2 separate regions of the Macaca mulatta genome follow, and region 2 is linked to region 1. The links are chromatin contacts, called in public Hi-C maps. All regions are on one chromosome and are shown on one strand. Each heading gives the region's core, a stretch centred on a gene start, on an enhancer-like site or on the middle of the called end of the contact. The rest is flanking DNA. Distances are from core to core; before and after follow the strand shown. Region 1 has its middle 19 kb from the start of NSD1. Region 2 overlaps PRR7 (proline rich 7, synaptic).

Region 1 (4,490 bases), core at 1,064-3,563:
AGTCTAGCTCTGTCGCCCAGGCTGGAGTACAGTGGTGCAATCTCAGATCACTGCAACCTCTGCCTCTGGGGTTCATGCAATTCTCTTGCCTCAGCTTAGTGAGTAGTAGCTGGGATTACAGGCGCGCACCACCATGCCCAGCTAACTTTCGTATTTTTAGTAGAGATGGGGTTTCGCCGTCTTGGCCAGGCTGGTCTTTAACTCCTGGCCTCAAAAGATCCGCTGACCTCAGCCTCCCAAAGTGTTGGGATTACAGGTGTGAGCCACCGCATGTGGTCTCCAGCCAAGTTTTGAACCCTGGTCTATGCGTCTCCCAGGACAGCTGCAGCAGCTGCCTGTCCTAGGTAGGCCATCAGTCCTGGTTCAGCTTCCCGCCCCATCACTGGGCAGTGCTGCCTTTGCTGAACTGACAGATCAGAGGTCTGCCCTGGGAGTGGACAAGGGCAAAGACTTTCACTTTTGCTTTCTACCTCTGAAATTTAGATCATTTACATAGCTTTTGCACTGGGGGTGAGGTGCTGGGATAGTTCCTATCGCTGGGGAAGAGCTGATCTGAGGGATGAGGCCTCGGTGTTCCCACAGTTTCCCTCCCCTATCCCAGCCAAGGCTCCCAAGACTGAATTCCCAGGCCCTCCTAGCTTCTCAAGAGGAAGAGAGCTAACTTTGAAGGAGCACTTCCTCTGTGCCACGTACTATACCAGACATCCTTTCTACATTCATTCGGTACATAGTAATAAAGCACACACTGTGTGCCTGTCACAATAGACAGCACTACAAGCTCTTGCATGCAGCAATAAAAGAATATTTATCAATGGTAACTTGTGTGCCGGGCGAGGTGGCTCACGCCTGTAATCCCAACACTTGGAGAGGCTGAGGCGGGCGGATCACATGAAGTCAAGAGTTTGAGACCAGACTGGCCAACATGGCGAAACCCCATCTCTACTAAAAATACAAAAAAAATTATCCAGGAGTGGCGGCACACACCTGTAATCCCAGCTAGCTACTAGGGAGGCTGAGGGAGGAGAATCGCTTGAACCCGGGAGGTGGAGGTTGCAGTGAGCCAAGATGGAGCCACTGCCACTGCACTCCAGCCTGGGTGACGAAGTGAGACTTTCTAAAAAAAAAAAACAAAAAACATAATGTTGGCCAGATGTGGTGGCTCATACCTGTAACCCCAGCACTTTGGGAGACCAAGGTGGGTGGATCACTTGAGGTCAGGAGTTCAAGACCAGCCTGGCCAACATGGTGAAACCCCATCTCTACTAAAAATACAAAAGTAAGTGGGGTGTGGTGGCGCACATCTATACTTCCAGCTACTAGGGGCGCTGAGGCAGGAGAATTGCTTGAACCCGGGAGGTGGAGGTTGCAGTGAGCCGACATCAGGTCACTGCCCTCCAGCCTGGGCTACAGAGTGAGACTTTGTCTCAAAAAAAAAAAAAAAAAAATCCGGGGCAGTGACTCACGCCTGTATTCCCAACAACACTTTGGGAGGCCCAGGTAGGCGAATCACAAGGTCAGGAGTTCGAGACCAGCCTGGCCAACACGGTGAAACCCCGTCTCTACTAAAAATACAAAAAAAAATTAGCCGGGCGTAGTGGCGGGCGCCTGTAGTTCCAGCTACTCGGGAGGCTGAGGCAGGAGAATGGCGTGAACCCGAGAGGCAGAGCTTGCAGTGAGCTGAGATCGTGCCACTGTACTCCAGCCCGGGGGACTGAACGAGACTCTGTCTCAAAAAAAAAAAAAAAGACGCAAATGCTTCTCAGAATAAAGCAGCAAAGATCGTGAAACGTCACAGGATTTGGCTACAGCGGCACTGCTGGTGATCTGAAGCCAGAGTGCAGTGGGATCAGGAGGAAGATGAGGAAGAGGGGACAGGACAGTGGAGGGGAGGAGAGGCAGAGCCTGGTTGCAGGGGAGTTGAGATTTTTCTCGGCCGTTTGTTGGCTGCTGGGAAGGAGCAAGAAGACAGGAAAGGGTTGGCGCTCCACAGGCGAGAGAGGAGAAAGGGACACAAAAACCCATGGAAGCAATAGGGCGGGACTCAAAAGCCCACGAGGAGGTCCGGCCCAGTTGTTCTCTGTCTCCTTCTCCAAGCGCTGCGGCAGGGCTGGTGGTGAATTCAGAAAAACAGGCACAAAGGGCCAGTGGGGTCGCTAGCAAGATCTGGGATCCACTGAACGTTAATAGAAATTGGCTGCCCTTTACCGGAGTAGCCCAGCGCACAAAGATGATCTTTTCTGAGGCTCCACCGCCGCAGAGCCCTTCGCGCGGCCCACGGCACCAGCCGCCGCTGATTGGCCCGTGGCAGCCACCTGACCGAACGGACCAATCGGAGGCGTTCTCCCAGGAATGCGGCCCGCGTGTGGTCGGGAGCGGAAGCCGGACTTGAGTGCCGCGGGGCCCAGCGGCTGTGCTGGCCACGTGCACCCGGCTGGGTTCCGCGGGCGCCGAACTGGGAGTCTGGGGCCGGGTCTCCCACTACCCTGTTCCGCCGGCCGAGGGGGTTGGGGAGGCCACCTGTCCCAGACACCCGGACCCTGTGTCCTTCTGATAATTCCCCCTTTTTCTCTCGCTGGCTTCTGGGGTCATGTCCTTTTTACCCTCTCTGGTCCAAAGTAATGTTTCAGGAGATCTGAAAGCAAGCAGAACCAAGTTGAAATTACTTGCTCCGCCGGGCGCGGTGGCTCACGCCTGCAATCTCAGCACTTTAGGAGATCTAGGCGGGCGGATTGCTTTAGCTCAGGAGTTTGAGACCAGCCTGGGCAACATGGTGAAACCGCGTCTCTACTAAAAAATACAAAAGTTAGCCGGGCGTGGTGGTGCGTGCCTTTAGTCCCAGCTACCCTGGAGGCCGAGGTGGGAGGATCACTTGAGCCTGGGCGTTCGAGGGTGCAGTGAGCGGTGATGGCGCCACCGCACTCCAGCCTGAGTGACAGACTTGTCTCAAACAAACAAAAACTAGCCGGGATGGCAGTGCGCGCCTGTGGTCCCAGCTACTCCGGTGGCTGAAGTGGGAGGATCACTTGAGCAAGAGGGTGCAGGCTGTAGTGAGCCGAGATCACGCCACAGCGCTCCAGCCTGGGCGAAAAAGTGAGACCTTGCCTCAAAAATAAATAAGTAAAAAAATGCCGGGCATGGTGGCTCACGCCTGTAATCCCAGCACCGTGGGAGGCAAAGGCGGGCAGATTGCTTGAGCCTAGGAGTTTGAGGCCAGCCTGAGCAACGTGGCAAAACCTGTCTCTATCAAAAAATACAAAAATTAGCAGAGCCTGGCGGCGTGTGCCTGTGGTCCCAGCTACTCGGGAGGCTGAGGTGGGAGGATAGCATGAGCCCAGAAGGCAGAGACAGCAGTGAGCTGAGATCACACCACTGCACTCCAGCCTGGGTGACAGGGCAAGACCCCGTTTCAAAAAAAAGACAAAAGAAAGAAAGAAAGAAAAATTACTTGCTTACCATATGACCTAGGACAAGTGTTTAACTTCACTGAACCTCAGATACCTCTTCTGGAAAATGGGACTACTAATACCTACTTCAGTATCTTTGTGAAGATTGTAAAACCTACCCGGCACACTGTGAGCTCCCAAAACACATTGGTAACAATTTTTATGATTGTGAATAATCCTACCCTAGAGGAACTCACAATCTCATCACACACAGCCTTGTACTAAGGCTTTTTCTTCCTACTCCCCCTTACTAGAATGTACACTGCTGTTAACAAGGGCGTAACCATATGCCTGTTTAGTCTTCCAATCCCATAATCCCTTCACTTGGTCTAACAAGGGGAAATTTAAGCTATACAGGAACAGTAGTAGGACAGGACATGAAACCATGGGATTTACATCAGGAAAAACACCAGCAATAAGGTGGGAATGTTTATGACACAACAGGTATGTACTGAAACACATCTTGCTAGAAGGCTGCCATGCACCAACTCTGTGTGAACCTCACTAAAATAATAATCATGATTACAACCATTGGAGGACTTGCCAGGTGCCAGACACTGTTCTAAGCTTACATATTACCTATCAACAATCCCACTTCAGGCCGGGCATGGTGGTTCACACCTGCAATCCCAGCACTTTGGGAGGCCGAGGCGGGTGAATCACCAGCCTGGCCAACACGGCTAAACCTCGTCTCCACTAAAAATACAAAAATTAGCTAGGCATGGTGGTGCATGCCTGTAATCCCGGCTACTCAGGAGGCTGAAGCAGGAGAATCCTTTGAATCTGGGAGGTGGAGGTTGGGGTGAGATTGTGCCACTGCACTCCAGCCTGGGCAACAAAGCAAGACTCCATCTCAACAAAAGAAAAAGAGAAAAAAAAAAGAAAATCCCACTTTACAGAGTGATCACAGAGGCACAGATAAGTTCTCTATAACTTGCCCAAGGTCACTATTAAGTGGCAGAGCTGGGGGTTCACATCAAGCCATCTGGGCCAGCGTCTGCGCTTATAACTTCACAGCGTGCTGCCTCTCCAACACCAGCTCAAGCA
Region 2 (4,870 bases), core at 1,175-3,674, 360 kb after region 1:
TAAGTTTGAGAGGCCCGGATCTAAGCCATGTTCAATGTTAAATGCTAGATTGGCTCCTGAGGCAGCGTGGCGTTATGAAGAGTGACTAGGCTGGGCAGGGGCACAGCACAGTGGCAAGCGTGGTGATGGGGGCCAGGGGAGAGACGATGTTGGCCTGGCCAAGGCAGTGGCAGGAGGACCAAAGGAAGTGGACAGATGCCACCCTGCAGAGGATGCGGTGGATGGAAGGAATGGTAGGCTCTTTGCTGAGATAAAGGACCCAGTGGCAGATCTTTGGTGCTTTGGCGTATAAGGCTGAAGTGTAGGGTTCTTTGTGCAGAGGGCAGTGTGGGAGGTGCCCACAGCAATGCAGCCAGGCCCTGGTTCTGTGTGCCCTTGGGTGTCATTTCATCTCCTTGAGCCAAGTGTTCCCATCTGCCAAATGACAAGAATGCTAGCCTGCTTCGAAGAGGGTGGTGCCCAGCTCTCAGGCAGGGAGCACCCTGGGGACACACACATCTCTGTATCCTCAGCTCAGAAGCCACCATTAGAGCTAATGTTTGTTGGCACCTCCACACCCTTGGCATGGATTAGCTTCATCTTCACCGATGAGGAAACTGAAGCAACTTGGAGGTTAAGAAACTCACCAAGGGTCTTGCTTTCATCCCCCTGCCGTGCTCCCAGTGAGTGTGTGGCCCAAGAAAACATGCAGAGCGATATGGTTCAAAAACACTACAGATAAATCAAGATGGAACCCTAAAACATGTTCAAATAACCTTCAAGAAAGTAGGAAAAGAGAAACAGGAAACAAACAGAACATGAGTAATAAAATGATAAAATGGCAGCCCAGTCTGTCTGCAGGGCATCGTTCCTAGCACCTGAATGTGTTGGGTGGGTAGGAGGAGGCAGGTATGTGCTACTACCAGTCTGGAGCAGTGTAGACAGTGGAGGGAGTGACTGGGAGAAGCAGGCTGCAGGCAGGGTCTGAGTCTGAAAGGCTCCCAGACAAGGGCAAGAGCTCACATAGGAAAGGAGCAGTAAGGGGGCATGCTTTTTTCAGGAGGCTTTGCAAAGTCTGGCCTGGTCAGGTAGAGCATTTTGAAAGGTCTGAATGAACCTCTGATGTTTATGTATTGAGCACCTATGGTCGGTTAGTGAGAGTCTACTGAGCACCTGGGAGGGAGGCGTCAGACAGGATTCCAGTCCCGTGGGCCTGCTGTGACACTGCCAAGGGGATAGTGTTCAGCGTCAAATCCCCACCCACTCTACCTGGGGGCAGAGCCAGGCTGGGGCCATGGGGCTAGCTATGTGACCTTAAGCAAGTGCCTTCCTCTTGCTCTTTGGCCCAAAGTTGCCTAGTCTATAAAATGCAGCTATGATGGCACCCAGCAGGTCCTGGGCATGGCCTGCCCTGTCTGGCCTAATGCCCTACCTGCTGAGCTGGGTGCCCTCAGGGCACAGACCCTGTCTTTTGTCTCTTGCTAACCTGGAGCTGCCATTACATCTCCCCTTCATCCTGTAGCTCTTTCTCATGCTGCTATTCCACAGCAGTGTCGGGCTGGTGATCAGGCATGCCAGGGCCCTGGTGGGAAGGGATGGGAATGCACATTTTGGCTGCTAGCTGGCCTGTCTGCCCAGTGCCCCCATGGCTGCCACTTACATCTGGCTTATCACATAGGGAGTGTTTTGACAGAGTTTGGATTCAGACTCAGGCTAAATCCTAGCTCCTCCCCTTCTGAGCTGTGTAACCTGGGGCAAGTCATTTCCCTCTCTGAGCCTATCTCCCTGTCTATCAAATGGGCACAACCAGCATGGACAAGGTGGTGTTGAGAGGATTCTGTGTGGTCCTTGAAAGATATTTGTAGGCCGGGCGTGGTGGCTCAAGCCTGTAATCCCAGCACTTTGGGAGTCCGAGACGGGGGGATCACGAGGTCAGGAGATCGAGACCATCCTGGCTAACACAGTGAAACCCCGTCTCTACTAAAAAAAAAATACAAAAAACTAGCCGGGCGAGGTGGCGGGCGCCTGTAGTCCCAGCTACTCGGGAGGCTGAGGCGGGAGAATGGCGTGAACCCGGGAGGCGGAGCTTGCAGTGAGCTGAGATCCGGCCACTGCACTCCAGCCTGGGCGACAGAGCGAGACTCCGTCTCAAAAAAAAAAAAAAAAAAAAAAAGAAAGATATTTGTAATTCAGCTAAACCCCATCACCTCCAGCCCCAGGGTTACCTTTTCTGACCCGGAGCTGTTCCTGCCTGGCAGGCCAGGGGGATCTCTAGTTAGTGCCAGTTTCCTCAGAGCATTCCTGATGGCTCAGGAAAAGAATAACAGATGTAATTAACTCCCAGTGACTGGCAGCATCGTGTTTTTATCTGGGCTGCGTCACCATGGCAGCCTCATGGCAGGGTTGTCGAGGGGGCGGGCAGAGCTATGGTTCCTGCCATTGTCTGTTCTGGAACGCAGGCCCAGGAGAAGGGGACCGGCACGGGCACCAAGTGGCACGTGGCTGAAGGCAGCCATGGAGTCAGGGGCCATCTGGGGAGAAGTGTGGGGTGGCCCATGGCCTGGCTCCCCCCCAGCTTGGGGCTCAGGCTCCCTGTGGCTCTCAAAGCAGAGTGTGTGTGTGTGCCTTGGGCGTGCTGAGGGTAGGAGGGTCTGTGGGGCTTCTGGAAGAGGCCCACAAAGTAGCCCAGGCAGCACTACCCCCCACCCCACCCAGGCTAGGGTTTTGTGGCCAGGCCTGGGTTCAAATTATGGTTCCACCACCTGCCATCTACACAGCCAGTTTTCCCCAACTGCTCATCTGTAAAATAGGAATCATTCCAGTTACCCGAAGGCTTTCGTTCAAACCTGTGTGTATAAGGCATTCAGGAAAGGCTCAGTTCTGTTCTGTGGGGGCGGTGAGCAGTCACCTGCCACCTTTCACTCAGAGTCAGGGCTCCCTCCTACCTCCCTCTTAGGGTGCAATGTTCCCCCTCTCGCCCGCGTTTGTGGAGGGGAGGAAGCGGAACTAGAGATGCCCATCTGGCGTGAGTGCAGGACCAGGTGGGTACAACAGACTAGCTTCCGACCCTCATCTACTTTTCCTCCCCTCCGCGAGAGGGAGAGGGAGACGGCGGCCTGGAGACAGAGGCAGAGCCAAGTGGGGCTGTGCAAGGGTAGGAGGGGAAGCGGAGCTGGAGCAGGCAGGGCGCCTGGAGGAAAGGAAGAGAGAGACTGGCCCACGCTCGGCGCAGCGCGCTAGGCGCAAAGGCAGGGCCGGTGGCACGCAGTACTGGCAGGCATTACCAGTTGGAGCCACCCGCCTGAGCCCTACAATGGGAGCGGCGGAGACCCGGAGGGCGCGGTGCAGGGCCAGTTGTTCCGGGCTTTGGGCAGCCAGGGGCTACCAGGCGTCTGTACAGGGCGCCGGGTGGCTGTCTGTGGGGCTCCAGGAGATATACCACCCTTTCCCCGCCGCACAGCAACCGCGTCGAGACGCCTCTTCAGGGACCTGGTGCGCACAGGCTCCTGAAACCTTTTCGCAGCTGGGGTACCTTTGCCCCAGGGACTGTGGATGGCGAATCTCTCGTCCGAGCTGGAGTCCGGCCTTCGCGCGCCCCCTGCTGGCCCGCCTCGGCTCCCCTCGGCGCCCGGGCTCCGCGGCGGCGGCCGGGGCTCAGATCGGGGAAACCCTACCGGGGAAACCTCGAGGCGTGACGTCACCCTCCTCGGTGACGTCACCGGCCCCCCGGGGAGAGCGGGGTTCCCACGGAGAAGGCTTTCCCCGGACTGCGCAGGGCGCGGGCGGGGGCCGGGAAGTCGTTGGGGGCCGCGGCGCGCCTTCACTGCGCCCCGTGTCTGCCCCACAGGTCCCGCGCGGCCCCGGGTGAGGCACGCCCGCGCGCCCGCCGGCGCCATGGGAAGGAGCGGGCGCCGCTGCTGTCCCCCGCCGGCGCGCGCACGACTTGAGACCTGCCACGGGCAGCCCCCGGCCGCGGGTCCCCGAGTGACGCTGGCGGCACCTGAGAGTGTGGCGCGGGCCCGGGGGCACGCAGAGGAGCCCAGTGTCCAGTGAAGCGGCTGAGGACCCGCTGCCCGTGCCGCCGCCATGGTGATGTCCCAGGGCACCTACACGTTCCTCACGTGCTTCGCCGGCTTTTGGCTCATCTGGGGTCTCATCGTCCTGCTCTGCTGCTTCTGCAGCTTCCTGCGCCGCCGCCTCAAACGGCGCCAGGAGGAGCGACTGCGCGAGCAGAACCTGCGCGCCCTAGAGCTGGAGCCCCTCGAACTCGAGGGCAGTCTGGCCGGGAGTCCCCCGGGCCTGGCGCCGCCGCAGCCACCGCCGCACCGCAGTCGCCTGGAGGCGCCGGCGCACGCGCACTCGCATCCGCACGTGCACGTGCACCCGCTGCTGCACCACGGGCCCGCGCAGCCGCACGCGCACCCGCATCCACACCCACACCCGCACCACCACGCGCTCCCGCACCCGCCGCCTCCGCACCTGTCGGTGCCGCCACGGCCCTGGAGCTACCCGCGCCAAGGTGAGTACCGACCTCCGCCAGGGGGCGATCCGGGCCGCCGGGAGTGGGCGGGCGTTGGAGGGCTCGCTGCTTACCCGCGGGGTTTCCACCCGCAGCCTCCGGGAGAACACGGGCAGCGGCGGGCTCGGGCTGGGGCTGGGGCTGGGGCTGGAGCTGGGGCGCGGGCGGCCCCTGGCTGGGGCCTCTGCGAGAGGCTGGGAACCGGCGGCCTCACCCCCTCCGACCGCCTCCCACTCCGCAGCGGAATCGGACATGTCCAAGCCACCGTGTTACGAAGAGGCGGTGCTGATGGCCGAGCCGCCGCCGCCCTACAGCGAGGTGCTCACGGACACGCGCGGCCTCTACCGCAAGATCGTCACGCCCTTCCTGAGC

The links. Hi-C and Micro-C count contacts between places; a contact is called where the count stands out from the background.
Region 2: a Hi-C map of fetal cortex germinal zone shows a contact between it and region 1, with 3 times the contacts expected there. The contact joins two enhancer-like sites. A contact is called at or near these places in 2 of 14 Hi-C or Micro-C datasets (fetal cortex germinal zone and liver).

The regions. Positions count from the first base shown.
Region 1 is chr6:186,079,803-186,084,292 of T2T-MMU8v2.0, forward strand. No RefSeq gene overlaps it. Among named protein-coding and RNA genes, the nearest start is that of NSD1, 19 kb to the right of the region's middle. Within about 2 kb of position 2,314, at least 31 of the 40 cell types and tissues checked have an H3K27ac peak or open chromatin away from gene starts, as enhancers often do. A contact at or near this core is called in fetal cortex germinal zone, where this site is marked.
Region 2 is chr6:186,434,972-186,439,841 of T2T-MMU8v2.0, forward strand. It overlaps PRR7 (proline rich 7, synaptic), which reads left to right. Exons shown (of 3, transcript XM_001090929.4): 2 at 3,827-4,498; 3 at 4,740-4,870. The coding sequence starts at 4,066. Among named protein-coding and RNA genes, the nearest start is that of PRR7, 6.5 kb to the left of the region's middle. Within about 2 kb of position 2,425, at least 13 of the 40 cell types and tissues checked have an H3K27ac peak or open chromatin away from gene starts, as enhancers often do. A contact at or near this core is called in fetal cortex germinal zone, where this site is marked.